3 separate regions of the Mus musculus genome follow, and regions 1 and 3 are each linked to region 2. A link is a contact called in public ChIA-PET and promoter capture Hi-C data. All regions are on one chromosome and are shown on one strand. Each heading gives the region's core, a stretch centred on a gene start, on an enhancer-like site or on the middle of the called end of the contact. The rest is flanking DNA. Distances are from core to core; before and after follow the strand shown.

What was found. Promoter capture Hi-C pulls out the DNA fragments that hold promoters and counts their contacts. ChIA-PET counts read pairs in DNA pulled down with a chosen protein or histone mark.
Region 1: a promoter capture Hi-C map of embryonic stem cells shows a contact between it and region 2. The contact joins the promoter of 1700001K23Rik here to the promoter of Dusp5 in region 2. A contact is called at or near these places in 4 of 39 promoter capture datasets (cranial neural crest, embryonic stem cells, frontonasal cranial neural crest and 1 more), 1 of 484 Hi-C or Micro-C datasets (cerebral cortex) and 3 of 115 datasets of contacts at active chromatin or transcription factors (effector CD8 T cells, embryonic stem cells and memory CD8 T cells).
Region 3: a contact with region 2 is called in an RNA polymerase II ChIA-PET map of memory CD8 T cells, with 220 read pairs. The contact joins the enhancer-like site here to the promoter of Dusp5 in region 2. A contact is called at or near these places in 6 of 484 Hi-C or Micro-C datasets (CD4 T cells, CD8 T cells, memory CD8 T cells and 2 more), 5 of 115 datasets of contacts at active chromatin or transcription factors (effector CD8 T cells, memory CD8 T cells, pancreatic cancer cells and 1 more) and 2 of 9 other capture datasets (adipose tissue and liver).

Annotation. Positions count from the first base shown.
Region 1 is chr19:53,252,703-53,257,302 of GRCm38.p6, reverse strand. 1700001K23Rik (RIKEN cDNA 1700001K23 gene) reads left to right here and starts at 2,098. Exons shown (of 3, transcript NR_036590.1): 1 at 2,098-2,221.
Region 2 is chr19:53,527,420-53,531,492 of GRCm38.p6, reverse strand. It overlaps Dusp5 (dual specificity phosphatase 5), which reads right to left and starts at 2,348. Exons shown (of 4, transcript NM_001085390.2): 1 at 1,797-2,348. The coding sequence starts at 2,175.
Region 3 is chr19:53,188,161-53,192,163 of GRCm38.p6, reverse strand. All of the region lies in intron 1 of Add3 (adducin 3 (gamma)), which reads right to left. Among named protein-coding and RNA genes, the nearest start is that of Gm52402, 19 kb to the left of the region's middle. Within about 2 kb of position 2,288, at least 34 of the 459 cell types and tissues checked have an H3K27ac peak or open chromatin away from gene starts, as enhancers often do. A contact at or near this core is called in CD8 T cells, memory CD8 T cells and regulatory T cells, where this site is marked.

The DNA of each region.
Region 1 (4,600 bases), core at 849-3,348, 270 kb after region 2:
GACAAGGCAGCTACCATTAGAAGAAACACTGCAGTGACCATGGGCACGTGCAGAGTGGGGAGAAATCTATATTTGGAAACACGAGTTGAGTGGGTGGTTCCCTGGCCTTATCAGGTGCCCACAGTACAGCAAGGCACCAGGGCTCATGGCTGTCCTATCTCTACTCTGCTGGACTTGGCTCTGTCCCCATAAGAGGGAGGAGGGCCTTGCCCTCTTATACCTTTGGGCTCAGCATCAGTCTGCTCTGCTGACCCTATAGGCTTCCATGCTCCCAGTAGCCATAATGAGGAGCTGGGGGCTTTTCTAAGCCAGGGGTTAACGGAGGCAACTATGGGTAACACAAGACACAGAGGTACGGCTGGGGGTGACTCCACACCCGTGTGATCTGTGTGTTAGAAGCACTCATTCACCTTCATATGCTCATTTCTCTCTGGTGGCAGAATGGCCTTGGCTTAGGGAGTCAAAGCAGTGCGTTCTTGGAGACGCTCTGTTTTCCACTGAGGATGAGGAGGGGGTCTTGGGCTGATGTGGATAATGTGCTGCTCGGTCACTGGCTATGACCTTGAGCAAGCGCTTCCTCTTCTCCAGAGCTCCACTTTCCTCATTCTATGAATCCAGCCCCACCATGGATACCAGATACACAGCCAACACCCACGACTCAGAAGAGATCCCGCCTAGTGCCTTCCCTCCACTGTGCTGTCACCTCACGGCTGTCACTAATTGGCGGTCTGAATGAGAATGGCCCCAGGGGCTCATACTTGTAAATCCTTAGTCAGGACACACTGGCTCTATTTGAAAGGATTAAAAGGATTAGGAGGTGTGGTCTTGGAGGAAGTGTGTCACTGGAGGCGGGCTTGAATTTCATGTCTTTCTTTCTGCCTAAAAGATCAGGACAGAGCTTTCAGCTACTGCTCCAGCACGGCTTGCATGCTGCCAGGCTCTCCACCAGGACAGTGGACTAGAACTGTGAGACTGTGGGCGAGACCCAGTTAAATCCTTTCTTTCATAGAAATTGCCTTGGTCATGGTGCCATTTCCCAGCAATCGAACGCCAACTAAGACAGACCCTAATCCTTTGACACTCTTCTCTCCCAAGGTAAAAATTAACATGTCTAGGGGGACTAGGTGGCTTGCTTATCTTTCCTCTCCTTTTCCTGTCCCCCCCCCCACCTTGAGGTGGGACCCTCGCTATCTTGACTAGATTGGTTTCCAGCTTCTAGGCTCAACTTATCCTCCCACCCGAGTCTTTTCGGTAGCAGGGTCTACAGGTGTGCATTGCTACAGCCAGCTCAAGGTCTTGTCATGGAAGCCCAGGATAGCCTCCTGAATGCTGGATTACAGGTGTGTACTACTTAGCTAGTGGCTCATTTTTGAAGGCTAAAACCCGGCTGAAGTGAAGGCACATGGCAGCTGCCCAGGTGCTACGGTTTCCATTTTGTTCTTGAGTTACTCTGTGCACAACCTTGTCACAAGGACACTAGAGAAGACCAGGAAAAGTCCACACAGGGGACACCTCATGTCCACCATCAGCTACTACCCACAATGCTCACGCCTAGCCAGATCCTCTGATGGCTCTGTACCCACAATGCTCAAGTCCGGCCAGATTCTCAGATGGCTCTGGCTGACATCCTAGCTGCAACTTCTTCCGAGACTCCAAGCAACGTTCTTGACTTTCAACCTCGTAGACATTGATATAGTAGCAAATGTTCATTGTCTTACTCTATGTGTGCACAAGTGTGTCTGTGGGGACTGCACATGCATGTGAGTGAATCGCTGAGGGTGGAAGAGCCTGGAGTTACAGGCTGATGTGATCTGCTTGTAGGTGCTGGGAACCAAAAAGATCTCAAAGAGTGACAGGTACTCTTAACTACAGAGCCATCTCTCCAGCCCCCTTCAGTGCGTCGTTTTAAGCATCTGCATCTTGGAGTGATTTATTACCTAGCATTAGGTACCCACTGCCTTCCAAAAAGGTTTTGAACCCACATGTAGTTAAAAGTGTAACAGGATGGAACGCTGGGGTAAGATCTGAAAGATGACTGATGTCATAAATGGTGGGTCAGCCCAGGTGTTCTAGGGTATCCCTATAACCCCAAGGGGTGGAGACAGGAACAGCATAAATATACAACTGGATGGTAGATGTGGGTCTGCTGTGCCAGAAGATGAAGATGAAACAGCTGTAAGCTACTGGAAGCTGGGACAGCCACGTGACCCACGGCCTCTGGGTGAGCAGCACCGCACCACACAGTAGGAAGGCTGATACCTTGAAACTCTCTACCTACTCAGGTCACATGAAACATCTCTGAGAGGGCAAACACAGCCATGCCAATGGCTCACTTCCATAGTGAACATTTTCTGACAGTTTTCAGAGACTGTAGGCATTACAAAGGCGGTACTGTGTCATGAAGACATCACTTTTAACATAGGTAGCAGATAGAAAACAGTAAGAATAAACAAGGGTTAGTTGTGATGGGTGCCTCCCCACCCCCAGGCTTATTCTGCTTCTTACTGAACACCCCAGGTGATGTCCGCCCTGTCTCTGGAAAGTTCACGCACATGCAAACACATGATATAAACCGTCGCCGTTCACTACTAGATGGTGGTTTCTCTCTACTGTGAAGTTTACCAGTTGGCAATGATGTGACGTATGCAGTATCTTTTAGTTAGCTCAAGTTTTGAATTTCCCCCATCACATGGTCTTCCCCCATCACACATTCTTTTTGAGACAGTGTTGCTCGGCAGCCCTGTCTGGTACCCTGCAGGCCACCCTGGCTCCTAACTTGTCGTCATCCTTTGGTTTCAGGCTCATGACTGAGGTTACAGGTGTGAGTCCCCAGGCTGCTTCATCTTTCCCAGTTTCATTTTTTTGTTGTTGGTGTTGTTCAATGTTCAGAAACAGAGTCAAGGATTAAGTCACACATTCTACCACCAAGAAAGCACCTGTGTGTGTGTGTGTGTGTGTGTGTGTGTGTGTGTGTGTGTGTGTTTGTGTGTGTAGTCAGGATCTCCCTATAGCTCTAGCTGTCCTTGAACTCACTATGTAGACCAGGCTGGCCTCAAGCTCACAGATAGCTACCTGAGAGTACTGAGTTGAAAGGCATGGCAGCACATTGTTAATGACATACTGTTTGGGTGGCTTTTTTCTTGTTGTTGTTTTTTTTTTCCCTTATACATATAAATGTGTGTAATATGTTAAATTTCAAGACAAATCTGGCACCAGATGGTAGGAAAAACTTTTTAATTTTTCCCCCTTATACAACCATTAGACTGTGATATATATACAGGTGTTGTGTTTAAAAAGCATAGATGGGGGGTGGGCATAGTGTACACACCTTTAATCCCAGCACTTTGGAGGCAGAGGCAGGCAGAGCTGAGTTTGAGGACAGAATGGTCTATATAGTGAGTCCCAAGACAGCTAAGGCTGTACAGAGACTGTGTCAAAAACAGAAAAGCAAAGAAACCAAAACCCAACCCTTCCCCCAACAAAACCCAATAAAAGAAAACAAATTTAAAACAAAGGCAGTGGTATACCTAGCTGTCTGGTAACACAGGCCTGTGATCACACCACCTTGGAAATGGAGGAAGATCTGGAGGTTAAGGTTGTTCTCAGCTGTGGATCTTAGGCTACTCTGGGTTCTACAACACTCAAACCCAAAACCAAAACAGGAGGAGGAGGAGGAGGGGAAGGGGGACCAGCAAGCAGATAGCAGGAGGACGGAGGGAGAGGCAGCCAGCCGCATCAGCAGTCAGCCCGGGACTGATGGGGACCTGCCTTTCTGTTCCTTTTCCAGACTGCCATCAGTCTGCATTAGCTGGTCACCAGAGCATCTCCAGGATGGAAACCAAACAGAGGCATATGAGCCTGTTCATAAGACTTCTTTTAAAGAAATGTTATTTTAATTATAATTGTGAAAATGTCTTTGGCTTATCTACATGCTATTAACATATGAGCAAGGTGAACCGTGCTTATAGGATGTGAGTGATGAAAAGACAGCCTATTCTTGGCCAAGCCTAGCTGAGTCTTTGTCTGGAGCTGAAGTCACAGGTGCTGACTGAGGACAGGTAACTATGGCCCATAAGTACTGCTCAAGTTTAGCAAAGTCTTACTTTAAATTCTTATTTTTTGGGTGGCTACTTTATTATAACAACTTTAATAAAAAGAACTTGCAAATAAAAACCATCACACGGTGAAGGTAATCAGACCCAAAGTCTATACACACCAGTGAACTGCTATCTTGTTAGAGTTTACTTACATCTTTGCTTTTGAGCCAGGACTTCACCTGCCTAGGCTGGACTTGAACTTGACATCCTCTTGATTCAGTATCAGAGGGCGACCCATTGGTAGAACTGGACATGCTCAGCAGGGAATGTTACTTTGGTGAATGCAAACGTCTTCCTCCAGTGGGGCCAGGTGGACAAGGTACCTGGAAGGCTGGGGCAGATGCAAGCCTGTGGCGGTGACAGGGGGTCCTCCTTGCCAGTGGTGGCTCAGCCACTGTCTGTACACCTGCTCATGCAGCAGGGTGGGGGAGGGAATGAGAGATTCTTGCTTGGGCAAGTGTGGCAACACAAGTCAGAGGCCTCTGACTTAGTGGCCGAAGCTG
Region 2 (4,073 bases), core at 1,099-3,598:
TTCAGCATCTCCTTTCAGTGGGAGACGGAACTGTAGGAAGTATAAGGGGCCTGGCACCAACACCCAGCGCCACTAAATCAGAGCCGAATGCACATCTGGGGTGCTCTATTTAAGAGAAAGGGACTCTTTGTCACAGTTTGAACTTCAGTGGTGTCATAAGGGCAGCAATATCTATCAAATACCATAGGCATATCTCTTTCACGCTTAAGCTTTCACGGTCTGAATGAAGGACAAGACCCCACAATGCCAGAGCAACCGGCAAGGACATCTACCCTCTCCGTAACGGCTTTTCACACAGCCAGACTGGAAGCAGCCTAGTGGTTATGACGAAGGCACTACCATGCAGCAACACGGATGTCTCCAAGATCTCCAAGAAAAGAGGCAGGATCTGGTATGACATGGGCTCAATCTGTTTTTAAAAGCCATCCATGGGAGACACTATCCAAGAAGAATTCATTGGTGTTGCTTCTGGGGAGGAACTAGGTTTTAGGGTGGGCTGAAGACACACATCTCCTTAAACACCCTTGGGGCTATTCAGATTGTCACCTGGACACATGTTACCTCATTTTTTTAACAGTGAGAGAGAGACCGCTGCAGAGCTTAGAAAAGGCCACCCACCCTTGCAGATTCTGCAGCTGGGCTGCAGCAACATCCACCTGTTATCTCCCAATGGGATCAACAAGGAACAGTTAGCAAGAGGTGTTAATTAGCTGGGAAGCTACCCACTTGCCTTGGGATCTTCCTGGCCTACAGTGTGTGAAATTCCAACTTGCATGGCTTTGACACTGGGTCTTCAGCTCACTGCACCTGAATTCTGAACCGTAACAGAGTTCCTGGACAAGTCATCAGAGTTTTGGGGCCCTATCTGAGAGCTCTCTCCCCTGCACCCAGGCCAGTGTTCCCATACTTTTGAGGTTAGAAGGCAGGAGCAGTCACAGGAAATGACCCAGAAATCAATGATGTGGGGTTTGAGAGTAATCACACACCCACAACCGGAAGCCAAAGTTATCTCGACAGCAGGTGAAATAAGTCGGGCCTGCAGGCAGCTCTCGGAGGCCTAAAATCAAAGGCCTCAGAATCTCCTCTGAATCTTTGCAGCCTCTGCAGCACCTCTCTTAACTAGGTTGGCCGGTTGGTAGTCTCTGAGGATAATCCCCTGCTGGGGATGACAGGATGAAAGGGGTGGGAAAGCTGTCAGTTCCCAAATTAAGCTTGAGAACGGCCTATTTGGGGAGAGGAGGAGGAGGAGGCTGGAGGATAACAATAAAAAGCAATAAAGGGAGAGGAAGGGGAGGGACTTGCCAGGGTCAAAAAGGCAAGAGGCCCACCAAGACACAGCCTAACGTGCTCTAATTGTCTAGGCGGGAAGAAAGGGGACACCGCGGCGCCACTCTCCTGGGGGAGGGTCTCAACTTGTTTGATCGCGCTGATCTGTACAGAAAGGTTCCGACCCCCGTGGCCTGCCAACGGCGCCAATGACCAGCATGAGCTCTGGGCCCCCGGAACTATTAGGGAGCACCGCCCGCAGCACCTTCCCAGCCCACCCAACCCAGAGGACAGACAGGATGCCAGACGCTTTCGAGGAAAGGCGGGTGGGGAGAAGGAAGCCCTGGGCGCTGACGTGTTGCAAGGACCTCCCAAGCGCACGTCAAACCCCGGGGTGCATACTCCCGCAAGTGGTGACTTTCTCCGGTCCAGAGTTCCCATGCAGGGAGGTAACCCTGGGGCCTGGTAACACAGGGTGCAGGGGAGCAAGGGAGGGTGGCAAAGGGCAGTCTGCTCCCGGACGAACTCACCTTTAAGGAAGTAGACCCGCGGGCCGGCGGGCAGGCAGGCCAGCAGCGAGGTGAGCACGACGCGCGCGGCGCTCTCCTCCCGCAGCTTCTGCCAGTGGCGGCTACCCTGGTCCAGCACGACCACCGCCGCCACACCGCCGCCGCCCTCCTGCAGCAGCCGAGCGCGGGCCGCCTCGTCGGGCAGCACGTAGCGCGCCGACACCGCGCCGCCCCGGGCCCGCCGCAGCACCACCGAGTTGAGGTTGACGTTGAGCGAGCCGCGCACGCTCGACGCGGCGAAGGCCAGGTAGGGCCGGCAGTCGAGCACCACGCAGCGCGCCTCCGCCTCCTTGCGGAGCATCTTGCGCAGCTGGCGCCCGTCGAGCGACGTGACCTTCATGCCGCTGCCACCCAGCGGCCCGACGCTGCGCGCCCCACAGCTGCCAGAGGACGGGCGGGCCACCTCGCGGGGGCTGTGGCCTGCAAACGGAGCCCGGCGCGAGGGGCCGCGCGACGCTCTCCACGCCCCGCTCGCTGGGCTCCCGGCCCCGCCGCTCGCTGCCCCAGAAAGCTGGGGATTCCGCCGGCAGCGCAGCGTTTTATGTGAATGAGTGCGCGTCCTGTGACGTGAGTGCCCATATAAGGCCAAATATGGGTATTTCCCCGCCCCCTGGCTGACCACGCCCATGGGTGGAGCTTGCGGGCACCCGCCTCCACCCAAGGAGCAGGCTGGAGAGAGGGCGTCTTAGAGCGAGAAAGAGGAAGTGGCGGGCGATCGCTCCCTCTCTCGGGGGGCCCGGCGCCGAGAGACTCACTCACGCATCACCCCGGACTACCGGTGGAGTGTCAGGAACGCCACCAGGCCGAGGTGACCCACGCCGTGCGGGAAGAGGAGGTGACCGTGGCCGCGCTACGGAGCCCCTGGGGCCTCCCGGTGAATCCCGGATTCCGGTCGCTCCCGGTTGTGTCTGCGTTTGCAAGGAGATTTAGCCTCTGAGATGAGCCGAGATGCGGCGTGGCTTGGTCATCTTGATACTGGGGGCTTCTTTCTAACACGTTACCCCCACTTTTGTTACCTTTTAATTTTCCGTAATAAAAGTTCCTGAGAGTAAAAAGGAGGAGTTGTGAATGGGTGAGCCGGAGACGTCAAGTGGATTCTACTTCGGATGATTGACAGTCCCCTTTTGGCTCTCTCCAAAGATTGCTCTCTCCAATGTACCACCCGAGCTTCATAGTGAGACCCTGCCTCAAAGAACAAAACAAAACAAAAAGCCCCACCCCCACCCCCGAACAATACACCGACTCGGGAGCTCTGTGGTTCTGGGCAGCTTGTGGGGAGCTGTAAGGCTCAGTCCAGTTAAACTGTTGTCCGGGTGGCTTCTGGATTTGTGGGATTATGGTGGATAAAATGTAATCCCAGGCTGTCTGCCCCCGCTATTCTCTCGGGAGCTTCATGCTGCCTGCCCCCATTCCCGGAAAATTAAGTGTGATTTGTCCCCTCTGCAAGTATTTACTGAGGGCTCTGCTAGCTGTCAGGGCACGTGGGATGCAAATGCGTTCTGCCTACAAATCCTTTGCCAACTATTTCACTGTTATCTTTTCATGGAAAACAAAACAAACCAAACCCTTGCATCCATTTACAGCCCCCATAAGTGGATGAGATTTTTTTTTTTAAGGAGAAAGCAGAAATCACATTCTGCTATCCAATCAATCAGCCCAGCAACAATAATGGCTGGCATTGCTTCTGGGTCATATCTTCATTCAAGCAATCGATTCAATCACTGTATACTCTGTCCTGAGTATTCAGTGGCTGGCCTGTAATTTTAGCATCTTTGAGACTGAGAAAAAAATATCAAAAACCCGAGGCCAATCTAAGCAATATAGACGCCCGCACCCACCCCACCCCCCACACAAAACAAACAAACAAACAAAAAAACACCAAAGCTGTAGCTAGCAGGCTCCACCCACGTCTTTCATCTCAAGCCTCACGAAGAATACCCAGCACCGGCACCAGCCAGTCTTGTGTTAGACGCTTGGTAACACGGCTGGAAGCAGGACTCCAATCCATCAGCCCCAGCCCAGGGAGGAGGCCTGGTCCCATCTCGGGCCTCTGTAAGTGTCTGTGTCTGCACACCCATGGTGTGTGGGCTGTGGTGGAAGTGGAGAAAGTTTCTCAGCCGATGAGAGCTGAGACAAACTTCCAAGAATGAGTAGAAACCACTTGCTGTGAAGGAAACAACCCAGCCTGTTATGCCTGGAGGTGTTTGAAAGACTCCCCCTCAGAAGAGAGAAATTAAC
Region 3 (4,003 bases), core at 1,039-3,538, 340 kb after region 2:
TCAAAATTCACTTTCACAGCTGCAAAGGAAATGACGGGAGAAGAAAAAAGCAGCCAATATATATCAGCAATTAATTCCATCCACAGCTGCCCAGCTGTTTGTGCGTGGAAAATCAGTCTGTTTCCTTTTGGGGCTTTCAACGACTGAAAACTGATACTGACCATCCAGAGGCATGAGCTGCCTGTGATGTGTCGGGAATGTGCCTAGGATCCCAGTCAGGAGACAAAATGAAATCCAGACTCTGTTTTCTTGGGGCTTGTCATTATTATTTCATAGTTTTAAAAACTCAAAAATACCCCAATCACAGAGAGAAGAAATACATTTTAAGAATTCTCATTTCTGGGTGTTACCCTTCCAACAGAGAGGAAAATCCGGCAGTGGCATCAGATTTAGTGACAAGAATAGACACACTGATCTACTGGCATAGACAAGGTGTGACATTCTTAGGAACCCACATGGCCCATAGTTAAATAAGGTTAATACTTACTTGCATACACACAGACACACACACAGACAGACAGACAGACACACACACACACACACACACACACACACTCCTAAACGTCCAATGTAAAAGCTCTCAGGAAATGGTACTTATACCACAATCACGCAGTAAAGCAAGTTTTTCTAGTTAGTTCAGACATTATTTGACATGCACATATATCTGTCATTTCAAAGATTAACATATTTACAGATCCAATCTTCTAGGGTAATGGTCAAGGAGTGGGACTTTCTTTCCTTCCGCTCATCAGCTTTGTGAATTTTAGTGAAAGCATCTTGAATGCCAGAGGGCTTAACAACCACAGTGTGGGATCATACAACTCAAAAGGGAGCCTACACTCAGGGTTGGAGAGATGGCTCAGTGTGTAAGAGGACCGGCTGGTCTTTCAGAGGACCTGGGTTCAATTCCCAGCACCCACATGGCAGTCCACAACTGTCCGTAACTCCAAGACCTAACACTCACACAGCCACACATGCAGGCAACCAGTAACACACATAAGACAAAAGTTCAAAAGAAAAGAAGCCTATGCCCTCTCTCTGCCCTTCAACTCTCACTTTATCTTAAAGGTTTGTCATTTAAATCTTGTAACATACCATTGCTATATTATATTTTCATGTATAAAATAAATTAATTTTCAGTAGATAAAATGGCTATGACTAGTTATTATGAAAGTTAAAAGAAAAAGAGGCATAAAAACTAAAATATATTTTAGTTTTATTGTTGTTTTTGCTTTTTTTTGTTTTGTTTGTTTTAATGAAATGAGAACCCTGCTCTCTGACTGAATCTTAATCAAGGGCACTCACCTTTCTGTTGTTTACCACTCCAGGTCAGCTCGTAAGAGTTCAGGTATGCCCAACCCGGTACCCTCTCAAACATAATATACATGGGGCATTCATTCTGCCCCTGCAACCTGACCAGGGTCTGGTACCAGAACTCAAGCCAGCGTAATAAAGACATTGCCTCAACTCAAGTCCTGAAGCCTGGAGCTTTGTTTGTTAAATGAATGCACTTTAAATATGTGGTAGACTGAAAATAGAATACACTATCAAAAATAGGCCTTTTTCCTTCCCAGTAAATGTCATCTAATTGAAAACATACAGGGAGAAAGAGAATTATCTTTGCTCATGTGACATTACCTCTAGAAGTATGGTATAACCATTAGCGAAAACCTTTGTCTGGCAAGATCCAGCTCTGTGGGACGCTCAGCCTAGCTTACAATACCCAGGGGAAGGAACTCCCCCACCTACAAGATGGCTAAGGAGAGCTGGATCTGCGTAAGCTGCTTATCAGACTAAACTGTGACAGGCTATGGGCTGGCCTAACAGTAACAAGACTCTTCATGAAGGCCTTTGATAGGAAATCTAGAAATGTGTTTCCAGTAATTAGCTTACTATAATTTTTAATTTTATATCTATTACTTTGTTTTTATGTGTATGTGTTTGTATGTGTGTATGTACACATGTGTGCAGGTGCCTGTGGAGGACAGGTTTCTAAATCTCCTGAGCTGGAGTTACGAATGGTTGCCGTCAGCAGACTGGAACAGCCCAATCTGGTTGCTGGGAACCAAACTGAGGTCTTCTGGAAGAGCAGGACATGCTCTTAACTGTTGAGCCATATTCTAATTATATCTTTGCTATTTCATTGTAAAAACTAACTAAGGTGGAACACTCAGCGAGAAGGCCAGGTGCCAGCAGAAGATGAGACGTCAGAAGACAGCAGGGTGTAGTGACAGGCCTGGCACAGAAATGAGAACACAGGATGCCATCAGAGGAGTGCCACCAAAACAAGGGAGACTGTTGTGTGCCTCACATACAACCCTACAGCAGAGACTGGAACCAGAGAGGTTAAGCAAGCAGGGCTGTGCCACCAGTGGAATTGGATAAAAAAATCAGGCTGTGGGTAGGTGAGAGGTTTCTGCGGTGGAGGGCTTGGTATCCAGCCTCATGACTTGGGTTTGATTCCTAGGGCCCCAGGGCAGAAGGAGAGAACCAACTTCTACAAGTTACTCTCTGATCTTTGAAACCACCCCATAAAACCTGTAGTAGTAGTAGTAGTAATAGTAATAATAATAATAATAATATGGTAATAATAAATCATAGGCCATTTTTACAATAGGCCTATTTTATATTTAGACTCTTGATTAAAGAAAGCTCAGTTTGGGGGACAAACTGTACAAGAGACTTAGCTAAGGGAGTAAAATTCAAAAGGTACCCCAAGCCAACGTCTGATAGCGGTGAGCTCCAGGCAGGGGTCAGCTTCACAGAGCCGTCTTCGGTCAGTGGCTCCAGTCAGAGATGCTTCTGAACGGTGGGGGTGGGGGTGGGCGTGGGGGTGGGGGTGGGGGTGGGCGTGGGGGTGGGGGTGGGCTCAGGAGAAGCTTTGACTTTTCTCAGGGTTTCTGCTTCTCAAGAGGGGCCATACCACAAGGCAACCCTTGGTAACTTAGAAGACAAGTTACCCCTCTGAGCTTGTGAGTTAAAACTCCTGTCTGATAAAACCTCTGCTACATCCTCTAATTTCCCATCTGGGGAAGACAAAGGTTTTACTTACTCATCCTGTGAAGATGGGTTGCAAAGGACAGCAGCCACTCTACAGTGAGAAGCCTCAAGCTTCACCGCCCTCTGCTCACGTCCAGCATGGCACTCCTTACGTCTATTCACGCCTCTCCACTCACTGGCATATCTGATGCTGAGCAACTTGAAGGCAGGGCCACTTAGCACAAATACTCTGGATGCTACTGATGCCCTTTGCTTCTGTAATGCTCTGGTAGACTACTAATTGTTAAAAGAGAGAATCCAGGATTCAAAAGTAGGCAGGACATAATGACATGAACACCTTTAGTCAAGCACTTAGGAGGAAGAGGTAGGTTGATTCTGTGAGTTAGACAGCCTGGTCTATGTAGCACGTTTCAGGTCAGCCAGAGCTACACAATAAAATCCTGTCTCAAGACAAAACAAACACAAACCACTCAGAGGCTTTAAAATGTAGCAATTCTAAAAGAGGAAGTTAAGGATGAATGAAAGATGATCAATGTTTAAAATAGGCCATTTTTTCTGGACCATAACAAAACAAGCCTACCAAGGTAGACAGCAATATTTTGCAAATTATTAATTGTAGAGATTAGCTGTCATCCCCATTTTCAGACAAAAGTTAGACTAGTAAGATTGTACTATATCGCCAAGGTTGCCAAACCTGAGGTGCAACAACAAAGCAGGTTTTGGCTCTTTGAAAGCAATGACGACAAAGACTACAGAGGAAAAGAAGACAGGCCCGGCTGGAGAGAGAGCTCAGTAAGTAAGCTGCTAAGCTCTCCTCCAGCAGCAGCCTCAAGTTCAGGTCCATACCCATGCTACACGTACCTGGAAGTCCAGCTCCAAAGAGCCCAAGGCCCTCTTCTGGCCTCTGTATGCGCGCAAGCACACATTTTTTTTTTTAAGACAAAAAATAAAAGAGAAGAGCAAATAAATTATATACTGTTAAAAAATACCCCAAGATCATAGG